Regions from separate parts of the Zea mays genome. Here all the other regions are linked to region 3. A link is a contact called in public Hi-C data. All regions are on one chromosome and are shown on one strand. The core of a region is the stretch at or near the end of the contact, and the rest is flanking DNA. Distances in the headings are between cores, read along the strand shown.

Region 1 (3,413 bases), core at 745-3,244, 210 kb after region 3:
CATGGCATTTTCCTTACCACGGTGTCGACTCGGTATGCTTCTACCGCTTCTATGTACCTTTCACCCATCCTTCTGTCATTGTAAATATTATTGTATTGTTCCTCTGTTGTTTTGGGTGTTAGTTTTTTGTTGTGCTAAGGACTGAACATAATTTGGGTGTGTTAATACTTTATTTATTGTATGCACATGGTTTGTGTTTTTCTGATGATGGCTCATGGATCCTGCAAAATATGTGTTAGGATTTGAAGATCCATGCGGGCACTACCACAGGGTGCTCGTCCCTTGTATTCTTGGCTCTTGTAAGCATTAGTTCGTTTCTGAGTCCACATTTGCGTAATGGACTCCATGATGTTTGAGGTTGCTGAACTGGATGGAGCAACAATGATTTGTCACACTAACAGTAAAAGGAAAAGTTATTTGTTGGTTTTAAACGTTAGTAATTACTACGAAGTATCATAATTTGTTTGGAGTGCATCCAATTTTTATTATTGCCTGACTTTAACAACCACTTCATATTTTGATCTATCTTTTTTATAAGTTTGAGTTCATGTGGCTTATTTTAGAAACTTGAGCTCGTAAACTTTCTCTTATTTGGTCTCTGCATGGTAGAATTATGTCATTCTATAATATCTGTTCATTCAGTTAGTTGTTGTGAACTCTCTTTTAATCGCTCTCTTCATTTGACGTGTTGTATCAAAACATATTAGATGAAGTAAACAACAACATCAGTTAGTCAAATCAAAAAAGTATTATACGAAGAGCGAAGATAATCAATAAAAATCTTAAAAAAATTTGATAAATAATTTACATGGATATTGTTGTAATACGATTGCAACACACGATCAACCGACTAGCTAAATATTTAAACATATGCATATGCCGACTAAACTTTAGTCCACGCATCAACCACACCCTGTACCTCCCCACTCCTTCGTCATTCGGTTCCCATGTCCGTCCCCGTAAAGTCGGCCTCAATCCGACTACCCATCCATGCCTCTCTAGTCTTCGTCCGCCTACCGCTATCAGCATCTGCAGTCCCAGCAAACAAATCACTCGCTACTCTTGCCTACACCCTCACAATCATGTACGAATACTAGTGACTGCTTTCCTCTCCTCAGCATTTTTGGCAAGTGTTGTGCTGGCGTGCCGTGTGTGGAGAGGAACGCTATATAAAGCAACGTCTAAAAAAGAAAAAAAATACTATATATTAGCATACTAGTATATAAATATAAGAGTAACTCCAATAGTTTTCTAAAAGACTCTCTAAATTAATAATTTAAGTAACTAAACTAAAAGCTCCTCTCCAACGGTTCTCTAAATGAACTTCATAAATTTAGCTACTTCTCATCTAACCTTATTTTCTCTCTACATTTAGTAACCATTTACCAACTCCTTAAACAAAAAAAAATTGACGGTAATTTTTGTATTTCGCTGCCTTTTTCACTTTATAGTAACGATATATTAACATAGCCCATGCGTCGAACAACGACAGTCAGCTAGAGATTAAATAATTGCCAATACAATAGCCGCACGTACACGTGTCGGAAATAAATAAATAAACAATTGCAACTGTAAATTAAAAGGTCAACACAACTCACCAAGTTGAATATGCCATCGATGATGGTCCCACTCAGATGGGTGACATGTTAAATTTTAACATATTTAAAAAGTAATATATATAGAACTGTTGGACGAGATACGTTTTTTTTCATATAGTATTTAAGTACTTGCTAAATCTAAGATTTAGGTAGCATAATTATACATAACTATTGAAGTTGCTCCAATAAGTACCCTATATATTTAGGGGACTTTTCAATTCATTCATCTCATCCTTCTTTTGTCCCTATCAAACCCTTTTCTTGTGTCTCTCTGCTCTCTCGCTTTCTACCTGGGCTCCGCACCGCATCGCATTTGTTTTCTCCTCTGACGCATCCCAAATCCTCTTTTCTAAACCCCACAAAACCTCCACGAAATACCCCACCCCACCCACCCCGGCTCCCGCGCGCGCATGGACGGCTCACCGCAGCGGCCGCCGCCCAATGCGCCGCTCCGATCGCCGTCCGCGGGCGCCGCCAGGTGCCGACTCCGGCATTAGCCGCGCAGCGCGGGGAGTTGCACGCCGCCGCCACCGCGGGATTCGGTTGGCGGGTTGGTGACCGGAAAGGAAGAGCGGGTGTGGTTCCCTTTCTTCTCTCCGTACCGCGCCCGGCGTGATCGGGTTCGCCGATCGTTGGTTGGTCGGTCGGTTCCTCTGCCCCTTGTTCGCTGGGTCGGTCCGACGGCCATGTCCGCGGCAACGGCCAAGGAGGAGGAGGAGGAGGAGGAGGAGGAGGAGGAGGAGGAGGAGGAGGCGCCCGCTTCGGTGCCGGCCACGGCGCCCGGAATGGGCGGCGAGGAGGCCGCCGCGCGCGCCGCCAAGAAGCGCTACGAAGCCCTCCTCGCTGTGCGGTCCAAGGCGGTCAAGGGCAAGGGTGCCTGGTACTGGGCGCACCTCGAGCCCGTTCTCATCCCGCCCACCGACACCGCCATGCCGCCCAAGGCCGTCAAGCTGCGCTGCGCCTTGTGCTCCGCCGTCTTCTCCGCCTCCAACCCGTCGCGGACCGCATCCGAGCACCTAAAGCGTGGCACCTGCCCCAACTTCGCTGCCCGTCCGCAGGGACTCGCCGGCGCCTCGGGCTCGCAGCAGCAGCAGCTCTCGCTACCGTCCAACTCCACCGCATCGTCGCCTGTCCCCATCTCCTCAATTGCGCCCTCCTCGCCTCGCCGCCGCCATCAACACCACCACCAATTCCGCAATCGCAAGCGCAACTCCATGCCCCCCGCGTACACGACAGCAGACCCCGGGTCCCACCATCACCACCTCGTCGTTGTTGACCCGCCCTCGGTCCACTCACCGGCGTTGCCCGCGCTGCCGGCGCCCCCTCCGCCCCACCAGTCGGCACTCGTGCTCTCCGGTGGCAAAGACGACTTGAGCGCTCTCGCCAAGCTCGAGGACAGCGTGAAGCGCCTTAAATCACCCAAAGCATCGCCGGTCGCCATGATGCCCAGGCCGCAGGCTGACGCGGCGCTCGCTCTGCTGTCGGACTGGTTCCTAGAGTCATCGTCTGGCGTATCGCTCTCTGCCGCTGGCCATCCCAAGCTCCGGGCCTTCCTGCGCCATGTCGGGCTGCCGGACCTGCAGCTGCAGCACGCCGACCTCTGTGGCCCACGTCTCGACGCCCGCTTCGCTGAGGCGCGCGCCGACGCCACCGCGCGGGTTCGGGACGCACTCTTCTTCCAGCTTGCCGCCGACGGCTGGCGGGAGCAGGTGGTCACCTTCTCTGTCAACCTCCCAAATGGCACGACCGTGTTCGATCGTGCTGTTCCGGTACCCGCCATGGCGCCCTCAGACTACGCCGAGGAGCTGATGCTCG
Region 2 (3,112 bases), core at 486-2,985, 140 kb before region 3:
GGACAGGTACATGGAAGATGGTTTCTTATTGGGAGTTGCTTATCATTTCAGTGAGACCGGTATGCAATTTGTTAGAGATTACTATGGTAGTCAAATCGTGAAAGTTATCATAACTCATGTAGGGAAAATATGAGTTCGAAAAAAATTAGATAGGATCCGTACATGTGTCACTCAATGGGCATGCAGTCAAATTGGTAATCAAGCATTTGGAAAGGGGAGGATGGGGCTTCAAGCAGATAAGATCATCCAACGAGGAGATGGAGAAAGGGGAAAAAAAACTAGTATTGGATAAGGATGAGAATCATGTGGAGCCCCTCCAACCTCCATGAAGTATTCCAACTCAACACCAATTATTAGGTTTGAATAAGACTACCAAATAGGAATTATCAACATCCAATGGCAACCAGTGTCAAATATATATAGGATTTGAGTAAAAGTTCAATTCTTGAATAGTTTCATATTGTGTGCTCATGTTGCGATAAGAACATGCATAAGCTGTGGCCAAAGATAAAACAAACAATTCCCTGAGGCTTGCATTAAGATCAAATTACAGAAGAGTAAAATCTGAATCTGAACTTCTCCGTCGAATAAAAAATCTGGAACACAGGATATGTCAGGCAAACTAATCCGGAGTAAGAACAAGGTTGCTTAGATCTTGGGGAGATCTGATCAAGAACAGTGGGGAAAAGTACATCAAGAATCTCACAGCACAAGATGTGTGAGAAGTACAGACAAGAAAGCAGGGAAAAGATGGTTCTTTTTTCTCCTTTACCTCCCAGAAGATCATAGCATCCTGGTTGACGCCCTTCTTGCCCTGCAGCGTGTACAGTGACGCGACGGCGCAGGCGCCATTGCCAGCGATCCGGCCGGGGGTGGCCCTGAGCGCCGCTGCGAAACGCCGGGCGTCGGTTGGCTCAGGCCCCGCCCCAACCCCGCGAGGCAGCGGCGGGAGCGGCTGCCGCTGGGGCCGCGCCGTAGCCCATGTCATGCCTAACGCGCCGAGCAAGCCGAGGAGGCAGTCGAAGAAGTCCTCCATGCATCGTCCTCTACCGGCAGCGGGGCCGGCGCCTGTTCCAGCAGCTCCCGCTCCATCTCCTCCCGCCACTGCTGGACCCGCAGACCGGGTGCTGACCATGGCGACGCGCGCGGCGACGGCGAGCGCAACCAGGCGCTGGTGCTCCCCTCCGCTGCCGCTAGGCCGCCGACGGCTGGTGCCTGACCGGCGCCCGGCGGCGGCTTCCACCATGCACCCGCGGCCGATCCGCACCCGGCGCCGCGCGCCGCCGCCGCCCGCCGAGAAGCTCGCTCTCCGACGCCGGCGGCAGGAGAAGCAAGAAACGGAGGAGTGAGGCAGAGCGTACGGCCAAGGGACTCGGACACCAAGAGTGGAGAGGGAGAGAGTGGCTGCCGCTAATCAAGCGGGGATGGATGTAGTGTAAAAAGAGGAATGTTATATATGCCTGAAAAGGGCAGCAAGAACACGGGCACGGGGCGAGTCAAGCAGCGCAACCAAAACCCAACCCCTCTGTCTGTCTCTATCCATGGATTGGTATAGTATAGTACTAGTACAGAAGTGGTGGTTAGGAAACAAGAAACCTGCGTAATCCCATACTTAAAAAGGCTCTTAGCAACAACGAATCGATTGATTGATTAACCGGCTAATCTAGCCCAGAGGACGAGAGGAGAACGAGGCCGGCGGCGGTGCTTAATATTCGATCTCTCGCCGTTGGAGGGGAGGGGGAAGTGGTGGCCGATAGGGGGACGGGACATTAAAACGGCGAATAGAGAAGCACGAGAAAGAGACGCGAAGTTGACTAAACTTCGTGTCGTGTCGGACCCCAAACCAAACGATTTTTCTATGTTTTTCCTCTATTTTCCAGAGAGAAAACATAAGCCATCATGAATTAAACAGGCTGCTAAAGCGACAAGTTCACTTTCACATATAGTAACATCATTAATATGCCGTTTGGATACTTGGAATTAAATTACATTCTAATAATAATAATTTATACACATATCAATTAAACTGATACGGTTTTATGTAAAATATATTTATATACTACTATTTATAAATGTCAAATATGCTACATTTTTACTACAGAGAAGTTGGCTGAAGAGCATCCTATAAATTGTAGAGTAGAAATATATTCTACTGATACATTAAATCATTTTCCATACTCCACCTCGTAAAATTAAGCTAGGCTTATATCTAAACTTTAGAAAGTGATGAAATATCAAATTTCAAACCGAATAGATTATTTTATTAAGTAAACTAGGTGAGTGTCGTGCGTTGCAACGGGACCACTACATTGCAACATTTAAGTACAAGGATTTTCCACTTGCAACGGGGCCAGAAGCTCCAATGTCTAGGAACAATTCAGGAGAGGCAGAAATCAGAAAGTGTATCGAGTCCTTCGGAAGGGCAACAAATTATTGGTTAGGTTGCTTCTTGCCTGTGAAATTGATCGAAAAGCAAAGAAGGACATTGACTTGAGACAATAGGGAGGCGAGGCAGAGCGGCCTCGCGAACGTCTGCTTTAGAGCTCAGTGGACGTTCTTCTCGTGCCACAACTTCTTCCTCAGCTTGTCCACCTGTAAGACAAAATCGAAAACGCTGAACGTCCTCAACAGAAATGCAATAGGCTTACGACTAAACACCAGGTAGAACAATACACACACGTCTTGTTGCAGTGCAGTTTTCCCGTCCCTTCGAAAATGGTTTCTGTTCTTCATGCCTTGAAGTGTCGCATTTGCGGAGGACGCCTTCATGGACACTGGCGCTATCTTCGAGCTAGGTGGCCTCTTTTGCTCCTCCATGGCCATGGACAGAGGAAACAACACAAAAAAATTACTCACCCCAAACACATTCCTCTAATCTTCATAAGAACAGATAAGAGTACAATAAGACAAGCTCAAATAATAGTATAATATCAAGTATGCAATATATATTTGGTCTCAAAGTACAAGTTCAACCACCTTCTGCAATAGGCTAACCAACTATAAGGATAACAAAATGTAGCATGTCGTAAGTATAAAACTCTCACTTGCAACTTAATATTACAGACTGAGGTTCAACACAATATGAAGCTCTTCATTGCCCCCATATATTTTA
Region 3 (3,497 bases), core at 977-3,476:
CGTAGCACGGCCTCGTCCTGCTCTGAGGCCCACGTGTGATCTGGCCCATTGTAACGGGCCCCGCGTGGCCGCCTTTGTGTTACAGGCCTAGTTTGTAAAGGCATTCTTGTAATTACGGCTTGTAACCCCGCTTTATGGGAATATTCTGGGGATAAACTAGGTGTCTGAGGGCACATGCGTCCTTAACACAAGGCGCTGGGCACTCAGATACCTATAAATACCCCCGCACAGTGCCCGTGAGAGGCTAGATCAACAGAGCTATTGCCCCCGTGCGCGTAACCCTGTTGTGACCACCGTTCACCCTTGTTGGCTTCCTTGCCGCTGGGAGCAAGTGCCAACAGTTACGTCATACAATCAACATTCCTCTGATACCACTTCTATCACACTCTGATTTAATGGCAAACCCGGGTGGATCTCAAATTTGTGCTAGAATCAAGTCTCACACATATGATGACTCATGGTATAGAAATCAATGTCACATCTTTATTTTATAATAGGGGTTCTGTACAAAATAGCTAAATAATTATATCATATAAGGATAACGATCCTCCGCAACCATAGTTGACTAGTAGATGACGACCTAGACCTCTCACGAACTCATTGTAGCATCCTTTATGCTCCTCGTCTTGGCAGTACCTGTTCTTGACCTGCTGTAAGTTTAGCAAGAGTTACCAAGAATAATGGTTAAGCTGAGCATTGCTTTTAGAGTTGGTCAAAATTTTATTAGCAATTACTAAGTATAAACATATACTAACCCAATTAAATAATTGGTCACAATTAGTAATAAATCTCACAATGCAATGCAAATGACAAATTAACTTTAATTCCATAAATTACTCATATGAGGGTCCGAGCTGCTCATGACCGTGAGCACGGCTGATATACCAGTTTACACTACAGAGGTTGTGCATCTTTACCTACTAGTCATGATACCCATCTTCCACGGGGTTGTATGGATCCCATACACCTCTACCGAGAAGGTGAGGCGGGGTAGCACTACGACGCCTTTCTAAAGTTCTACTAGCATGAGAGAACCCGCTACGGTTTTAGGCCGAGGGGGCGATATAGGAATCCCTCATCCGAAAACCTATCACAGACAGATCGATCTGAGAACCTCCCTATATCGGCAGCTCCCCACACACCGCATGCCCCTTTCGAGAAAAGATTAACTCAAACTAGCTTTCTTAATTAATCGATCAAGGGCGTCCCATTCCACCCTTGTGGTAGCACTGTTTCCTCGGGTGGTCGCTCCATGTTCCAATTAATGAAATAACCTTATCATGAAAAATAACTAAACCAACAATAATAATGAAACATGATCATAATTTATAGTATTGATCCCGGAACTAGGTAGAGCAATAGCAAGACTACCCAATAGTTCATTTGTTTGCAAGGTAGGTGATTAAAACTAAGGTAACCTATTAGGTCCCATAAAATTAACCTGAGCATGTCACGGTGATTATAGAGAACATTATTAGGTAAAAAATGATCAAGGGCACAACTGCCTTATACTTTGGATAACCTAGTTGTGCAGATGTTGCCACAAAAGTTCATACAATCAAGCAAATAATGAATATGGTAACAATACAACAAAGATGGGAACAAACCACACATTATTATTCTACGTGTCGCTACGAGGTCATAGGTTTGAGAACCACTTAAATCGGAGCTACAATTTAAATGATGTGGTTTACGTGATTAAAAAATTAAAACTAGGTCTTATGTTGATTTTATAAATCATGAGAAAAGGTATTAAAGCAATAACCAATTCAACTTTAATATGAGTTACATTTTGGTTAGAGATCATCTTCTAGTCAAATTATAATTACAGACATATTACTTTGATTAGAAAGATTAGTTTACTATATATAGGGTAAATAAATATCTAATTATAAAAATATGCGATATGACAAAATAATGTTTGTCACTGCGTAGACAATTTTATTATGAAACTATCGCAATTTGAATGGACTAAAACAAAAATAAAACAAGCAATATAGAGAATAAATGAGGTTTTAGGTCATTTTTATAATTAAAATCGAGCTTTAGGGACTTATTTGCAAAATCAAGGGACTTGTTTCTAATTAGTTTTAACGGAGAAAGGATGGTGGGTTGGTTTGGGAAAACCTGAGGGTCTCATGCATATATGCCACAGCCGATCACACATGCGTGGTTCTAGCTGACATATCTTAATCCGATGGCTAACGTTTAATGCGACGAAGGGGTAAGGGCTGTTTTAATCTTGATCGTCCATTAGATGATCAATGGTCGGGCACGTTTCTCCCTCCCAGTGCACACTGGCGGTGGAGGTGCTTTTCCCTCACGGCGGAGCACCCCCGGTGCGCGGCAATCCCACGATTCGATGATTTAATCGCGACGAGAATTGGTGTAAAAGATGAGTGAGGCTATGGCGAACCTATGGGTATAGAATTTACCGGTATTCAAGACTATGATGTGGATTACCATGGTTCGCGGTGGTTCCTCGGTGTCGTGACACGACGGTGAGAAATTCCCTGAGCTCCCACAGGCCACAGGTCACCGCATGCGAGGAAGCATCCTAAAGACTACACATGTCTCAGCGAACATCTCCCACCACGCATTGAGGGCTGGGCCGCGATCCCACTCGAGTTCGTCAGTGGCGACAGTCTCTCCCTCTCAGATTCTCTCTACGCCAAACCTTCTATGGTGGCCGTGAGTCGTGAGCCAATGGACGAGGCGGTCACGGGGCCATCTATTTATGCTTGCGAGGAGCTATACCCGACACCAGGGGCGAAGCCAGGATAATTTGTTACTGGGGTTGATAATAACTTACATGTTGAAAAATATGATGTCATGCATAACATCGATAGTTTAAAAAAGAAAAGCAACATATTGTGACAAATAAGCTTTTGCAATAGTATTTACATACCTTCTATATTTTTCCTCTACGGGTACGGTCCTCTATCTTATGAAAGCGAACTATCACATCATCAGTTGGAATTGTGGCTAGAAATCCTGGTTCCACGAAGCATATTATACAATCATTCATAAATCCATCTCCAATACGATTTCTTAACATTGTCTTCACAATTTTCATCGCTGAAAAGCACCTCTCAACCGATGCAGTGGCGATTGGAAGAACCAGTACTAGCTTGAGAAGTCGATAGACCAAAGGAAAACTCGTATGTTTTGTTGTATCCACCATCAGCCTTGCAAGTGCAGAAATAGAGATCAAGCTAGAAAATCTTTCATCAGCTCGCACATTATCAATGAAAAAGTTAAGCTCACGACTTAGGCTCTTGAGAGTTTTATAATGTGAACCCCAACGTGTATCTCCAGCTCTTTGGAGGGATTGCTCTTGATTTAATCCAGTTCCACTGCTTAGTTTTCCACTTCCTATGGATTTGCTAACTCTCTCTTGTTGATTTTCTCGGATCATAACTTTACGCTTGCAAGAAGATCCAGCCACAGTAAGCAATAGGGATATCATGTCAAAGAAATCACTACAGTCATCATTC

What was found. Hi-C and Micro-C count contacts between places; a contact is called where the count stands out from the background.
Region 1: a contact with region 3 is called in a Hi-C map of ear, with 1.6 times the contacts expected there. The contact joins the promoter of LOC103654668 here to the enhancer-like site in region 3. A contact is called at or near these places in 2 of 25 Hi-C or Micro-C datasets (ear and tassel).
Region 2: a Hi-C map of leaf shows a contact between it and region 3, with 3 times the contacts expected there. The contact joins the promoter of LOC103654672 here to the enhancer-like site in region 3. A contact is called at or near these places in 2 of 25 Hi-C or Micro-C datasets (both in leaf).

The regions. Positions count from the first base shown.
Region 1 is chr4:225,418,582-225,421,994 of Zm-B73-REFERENCE-NAM-5.0, reverse strand. It overlaps LOC103654668, which reads left to right and starts at 1,994. Exons shown (of 1, transcript XM_008681506.4): 1 at 1,994-3,413. The coding sequence starts at 2,285.
Region 2 is chr4:225,768,708-225,771,819 of Zm-B73-REFERENCE-NAM-5.0, reverse strand. LOC103654672 (probable protein phosphatase 2C 14) reads right to left here and starts at 1,735. Exons shown (of 5, transcript XM_008681516.4): 1 at 773-1,735. The coding sequence starts at 1,246.
Region 3 is chr4:225,625,895-225,629,391 of Zm-B73-REFERENCE-NAM-5.0, reverse strand. LOC103654671 (a long non-coding RNA gene) reads right to left here. Exons shown (of 3, transcript XR_566264.3): 3 at 2,829-3,497. Among protein-coding and RNA genes, the nearest start is that of LOC103654671, 3.6 kb to the right of the region's middle. Within about 2 kb of position 2,226, at least 16 of the 20 cell types and tissues checked have an H3K27ac peak or open chromatin away from gene starts, as enhancers often do. A contact at or near this core is called in ear and leaf, where this site is marked.